2 separate regions of the Oryzias latipes genome follow, and region 1 is linked to region 2. Evidence: chromatin contacts called from public Hi-C data. All regions are on one chromosome and are shown on one strand. Each heading gives the region's core, a stretch centred on a gene start, on an enhancer-like site or on the middle of the called end of the contact. The rest is flanking DNA. Distances are from core to core; before and after follow the strand shown.

What was found. Hi-C and Micro-C count contacts between places; a contact is called where the count stands out from the background.
Region 1: a contact with region 2 is called in a Hi-C map of embryo, with 2.2 times the contacts expected there. The contact joins two enhancer-like sites. A contact is called at or near these places in 3 of 5 Hi-C or Micro-C datasets (embryo and fibroblasts).

Annotation. Positions count from the first base shown.
Region 1 is chr15:12,128,717-12,131,598 of ASM223467v1, reverse strand. All of the region lies in intron 5 of ehbp1 (EH domain-binding protein 1), which reads left to right. Among protein-coding and RNA genes, the nearest start is that of ehbp1, 25 kb to the left of the region's middle. Within about 2 kb of position 1,423, at least 1 of the 8 cell types and tissues checked has an H3K27ac peak or open chromatin away from gene starts, as enhancers often do. A contact at or near this core is called in embryo, where this site is marked.
Region 2 is chr15:11,928,530-11,931,229 of ASM223467v1, reverse strand. All of the region lies in intron 3 of wdpcp (WD repeat-containing and planar cell polarity effector protein fritz homolog), which reads right to left. Among protein-coding and RNA genes, the nearest start is that of wdpcp, 16 kb to the right of the region's middle. Within about 2 kb of position 1,364, at least 4 of the 8 cell types and tissues checked have an H3K27ac peak or open chromatin away from gene starts, as enhancers often do. A contact at or near this core is called in embryo, where this site is marked.

The DNA of each region.
Region 1 (2,882 bases), core at 174-2,673, 200 kb before region 2:
GAGAGCAAGAAAGGCAGAGGAAAACGACAAGTTTGTGGGTTTGCCCGTGTTTCTGCATACCTGACTAATGAGAGAAGGATCAAAGGACCTTCTGACAGCAGGAATGAAGAAGAGGAAGGAATGATGGGAGGGGACCAGCTGCCCTCACACTCTCACACTCTTGCTCCTGCTTGATGATTACCAACTGAAACAGCTCACATCTGCTGGCACCTGATAAGAAGAAACCTCAAAACTATGGAGACATTTTCACTCTTGCTTGGTTGGCGCTGACATGCCTCTTTAATACAAACACGGTACTTTTCTTATGCCGGACACAAGTAGCATAGTAAATCTGTTTATTACATTTGTTGAAGTTTTTATTCGCAAACTTAATTCAGTTGATTATTTCGTTGTGAGAACATCAGAAAATCATTTTTAGATTCATTGGATCTTCTGATTCTTTGTTAGGTTCGTCCTCATCTGAGCTGGCATCTGACTCAAACCCTAACCCTGCTTCAGTCATTTGAACTACTGCTGCTCTGCAGAAACTAGGTCCTAGAAAGCGACACAGGTTTTTGGATATTGTCTAAAAACGCCGTAATCATAAATAAAAGACCGCTGGGAAGGATTTTACAGTAGCTCAAAAGAGGATTGGTGTGGGACTTTAAGCCTCTATTTATAAGGTACTTTTCTGACACTGCTTCGTATGTGTCAAAAAGCTCAATAAAAGGATTGAGATTGTGATTGCAGGTTTGATTCCCACCCTGCATATCCATGTGTCTGAGTGTCGTCAGGCTAGAAACTGAACCCCAAATTTCTCCCAATGGTCTGTTTAGTGCCTGGCGTGGCAATTCTGTCAGCATCTGTGAATGAACAGATGTGAATGAATGAACGGGATCAAGACTGTAAAGTATTTGGGCCTTGAAGAAGATGAGCACTATATAAATGCACAGCATTTTTTTCATTTTTTTAATGTATTTTTTTATCCTGAGTTTGTTCTCACGCATACCAACTAGTGTTGACCGAATAACTTGTTTTAAATTTGATCATTTTTTAGTTCTTTAGCTTACTATAGCTGTTAGCATTTACTCTTGCATTTGTGCTGGAAATCTGTTCATTTTCGGTCTTATTTGGAATGCTGATAATATTAGTGACCACTGGAGGGCAGTCTAGCACAAGAATGGGCATTCTTTCTAAGCAGCTGCTTCTAAATGCTGCTTACAAATGGGTTCTTCGTGTCAGCTTTATGTTTGTCTGCTTTTGAATGTCAGCGGTTGGGGGGCTCTGGCTACGTTTGTTTATGTTGAGACGTGTGGATGAAGTGCACCCGCATTGTAAAACTGAGACCAGTAGAGAAATTCAGGCCCTCTGCCATGCCTCCCCTTCTAGGGAAGTTAGTTTGAAGTCAGCACACACGAGTGCCGCTCTTTTCACAAGGACCAGAAGAAGAAGGAGAGGTGAGTTCTCCTGACCCCTCATCAGGCAGCGAAGGACAGAGGGGGAAGAATACGCCATTGTGCCCGAGCGCTGGAGATGATGAAATTCAAGATCCCAGAGCTGTGGCTGCGTCTTAATCTTAGGGCCCAACCTCGCTCTGCTCTAATCCCTCACTGTCAAATTACTGGCCCTGGCTAGATTGTATTTTGTCATTGAAAATGGCGGTGTCAAACACTACCTTTTTCTCTCCTCTATTTGTTCATCTGCCAGGGCGAATCACATAATCAGAAGATGGAGAGGGGGGTGAAGGCTGCAAACGGCTGCACAGTAGTATCTCCAAATTGCATGCTACCCTTGCCTTTCACCCTCTTTCAAACAGGCACATATTATCAAAAAGGTGGGCAAATTGAGAGTTAAGATTGGATGGCTACATTTAAAGGCATTGTGCAGACGGGCTCTTTTGTATATGCATGGTGCAGGGGGTTAATGTGTGTATGTATGGCCGCGTGTATTCTTACTCGGTTAGCATATCAGCCAAAGCTGGAGATTGGAGACCAACTTCCCTCATCTTCAAAGCTTTGTGGGAGGATTTAAATACCACACACAGAGGACAGTTGTATTAAAGTGAGAAGCTATCATGTCTGAATATATTGAATATATACAGCCATCCAGACTCCAAAGCCCCCATCTTTGTGCTCCTCCCCCATCGCTCAGCATTGAAGTCAACATTTTCCTCACTTGCATTACAGCAATGCCACTTAAGAGGGAGGACATTTCTGAGCTCTGCCTTTTGAGAAAACCCATACCTTTATTGTGAAATTTCCATTGACAAGTTTTTTTAGCGCAACACTGCAGCAACTTTTCATCAAATTGATCAACACACACAAAAAATGAATGAAGACTTTTATTTTTGTTTGCATAGATTTTCATAGAATAGATTTTAAGTTCATGCAAACATTAGGAAAACATTAATCATTTAAATTTGCTACTATAGATTCCTAAAAGAAAATTTGTGGTAGTTTTTGTTCTGGTAGTCCACTTTTGCTGGTTTACTATAACTCTGTCTTTAATCTCAGATTCAGGCATGTTCACAAATATAATCTTTTAAGGTGGCTAATTAGGATGGGTTTACTAAATCAATTTATTGCAAACAAATGTATCTTTCCTAAAAAAAAAACAATATTGATTCTTAAATTCACAAAATAAATTATTGTTATGTTTCTCAGGCAACAGTTTTGTTTATTATAGACATAAGAAAGTTTGACCTTTTGTTTGGTTTAAGTATTTATTTATTTGAAAACAAAATATTTTAGAATAGAAACGTTACTAACAGATATTTAACTTGCAATCAAAAAACAGTCTGAAACTTCACAGGTAGGTGGCACTAAATCCTGTACTTTTTGACTCAAGTCTATGGTTGGTGTGACTTACCTTTAGCCTCCTACAGAATAATTTAAACACTTAAA
Region 2 (2,700 bases), core at 115-2,614:
AATGAAGGTCCCTTCCATGTCTCAATAGCACATTAATAAACTAAAATGACAAAATGAATAGCTGCACATAGAATACAAAAGACAGCCTATATAATAACTGAGCGGATCAGACTAATTAAGGAGGTCTGAGCTGCAGCAGCATGAGAACAAACAATAAATCTCTATAGAAACTTGTGAGCCAAAGCTTTCATAAACACCAAGACACGATAAAAATCCCTCTCAGAACTCATTTGCATGCTGGTTTCATGAAATATATTCATAATAACGAAGGGATTTAAAGACGATGTTTGTTTTTTTGCGGCCTTTCATGCTGAAGAGATCATCTGTGCTTTTATGTTCCTGCTGAAGGTAAACAAAAGGAACCAATGCCCAGTGAGCAGGAAGTGAAAAGAGCTGCCAAACATCTGTATGAAGGTATGCGTGCAAACATGAACCTGCAGGAGAAACCAGCCTTTGGACACAAGTGACTTCTTAGATCCAGGTTTGACTGCTGCCAAAAGCTGAAGGTACAGATATTCACTGCAGATGCTGAAAAACATTCTGGAAGTTTGGAAGGAATGGTAAACAGAGCTACAAATACTTCAAGATCTGCTTGAATAAACATGACAAAAAAAATTCCAAATTGATTTTAAAAAGTAATTTATTTCAATAAAGCCCCCTAAAATTTTCAGAATATTTCAACAGACAAAAAAAAAATAGAACTATGGCTATAACAATGAAAAATGTACCTCAAGTATTGACAAATTTTAAAAAGTAGATTAACAGAGAGAATTATCAAGCTTTTCAATGATCTTTGTAGCTGAAGATTTGCTGAACATCTCAGCTCTCAAAGAGAACAGTTGAAGCTTTTCTGTTGTTTTCAATGAGAATTTAGCGTTTTATATTTCAATAACTATAAAAGTGAGAAAACCTGAACTAAAAAGCAGTAATGGATCAAAACATTTTCACATCAGAAAGATTGATAGAGAGGCTAAGAGAGCTGAAGAACGTGCAAAAGAACCGGAAAATCTGAGAGTGTGGTGATGCTGAAGATGGCCACTCTGGTTTCAGACAGAAACTCAGACACATCTCCACAACAGACGTGCACCTGAAAGAATGCAGTCAAACCAGACACGTGCACACGCTCGGAGGGAAGCATGCAGGAGGCCTCATCCAACTTCACCAAGCTTTGTGTGCCACCATGGCGCTCATTATTTTAAAGAATATTTATGAAACGCTGTGAGCTGAACAGGTTCGCTTCACAAACATTTGCGCGCACGCCAACACACTGCAGTTTGCAGACACACACTCACACACACATGGCCCCAGCAGGCCGCCTGGGTCCTGGACAGCTGCCACACTCATTCTGACTGCTGGCTGGGGTTGCTGTGGGTTACCTCTCCCCCCCATACAGCGCTGTAGCTGTGTACAGTCAGCGTGCAGTGGGCTGGTGGTGGGGGGGGGGTGTGGAGTGTTGGTGGACTCAGGTTATTGTATCTGCCTCTGTGATGGTTGAGACTTTTCTGACATTAAAGAAGCAGGTCAGGGAAAACAGAGTCAGCTTTCAGGGGGGGGGGGGGGGGGGGGGGGGCCATAGCCCCCCAGCCTTTCATCTGTGCTCCTCTGGGCAGAGTGAGACAACATGTTCAAAGCCCAAGCAGGACGGTCTGTATACAGGAGACACAAAGACAACTCCATGTAAATATTGATGTGAGGCAGATTTTCTCTGGGTGAAAGAGGGACCTGGCAGCCGACCTTCACCTCTGCAGAAACACTGGATCAAACTCGGGATCAGCGACACAGACCCCAACATATAAGGAGTTCCTTTCAAGCAGATTATCAGATTGGTCTCTTCAAACTTTCATTTATGGTTAAAAAAAAAAGACATTGTTTTTAACTCAAACCAAATTAAAAGGCTGTTTGGTCAAAAAAAAAAAGGAACCGTTTCAAGGACTTGTCCCACTCTGGTCACCGTTTGTGACGTTATCTTTAGGCAACCTGAGGCGTTACATGAACACGGGTATCATGGCTCTAAATGCTGCTTTATAACATTCTGCAGCATTCTTCAGGTCATCATAATTTTTGGTCCTGCTGCACAAAGCTCTGATCCTTCACAGATAATGAAGTTGTCAAATGGTAAATAGTGTATACTTACTTATGTAGCACCTTTGTATCTTGATTCCAGCCCAAAGTGCTTTACAGTCACGTTCACTCGTTCAAACTAACATTCACACACTGATGGGGGATTGGCTGCCATATAACCTATAACCACCAGGAGCAATGTGGGGTTTAGTGTCTTGCCCTTTGACTGTAAATGAGAAGAGGACTAAGTGACCCCTCCGCCCTCATGTTTTAGATGTAAGTACCTGCTGGTTCCCATAGACTTTGATAAAGAAATAAACAGCTATTAATCAGTCATTCTATTTGTCAGAATAACCATTCTTGCTCTGTTAGCTTTTTTTAACATGGTCTTGATAATCCTAAATTTCATGTGTTTTTTCTCTTCATTTCAAATTATTCAAGTTATAACCTGACCGATCAGATGCCTCAATAAAAGTATGTGGTCTCACGCCAAACGTTAAAAACGTATGACTGACAGATTTTGTGTAGATTTTGTGTTTAGTCCGCATTAAACTGGTAGGGGTGTGGCCTTCCAACAAGCTCACACCTGATTGGCAAGAATGGTTGCCATAGAAATGTTGACTCAGACCAACTCAGACC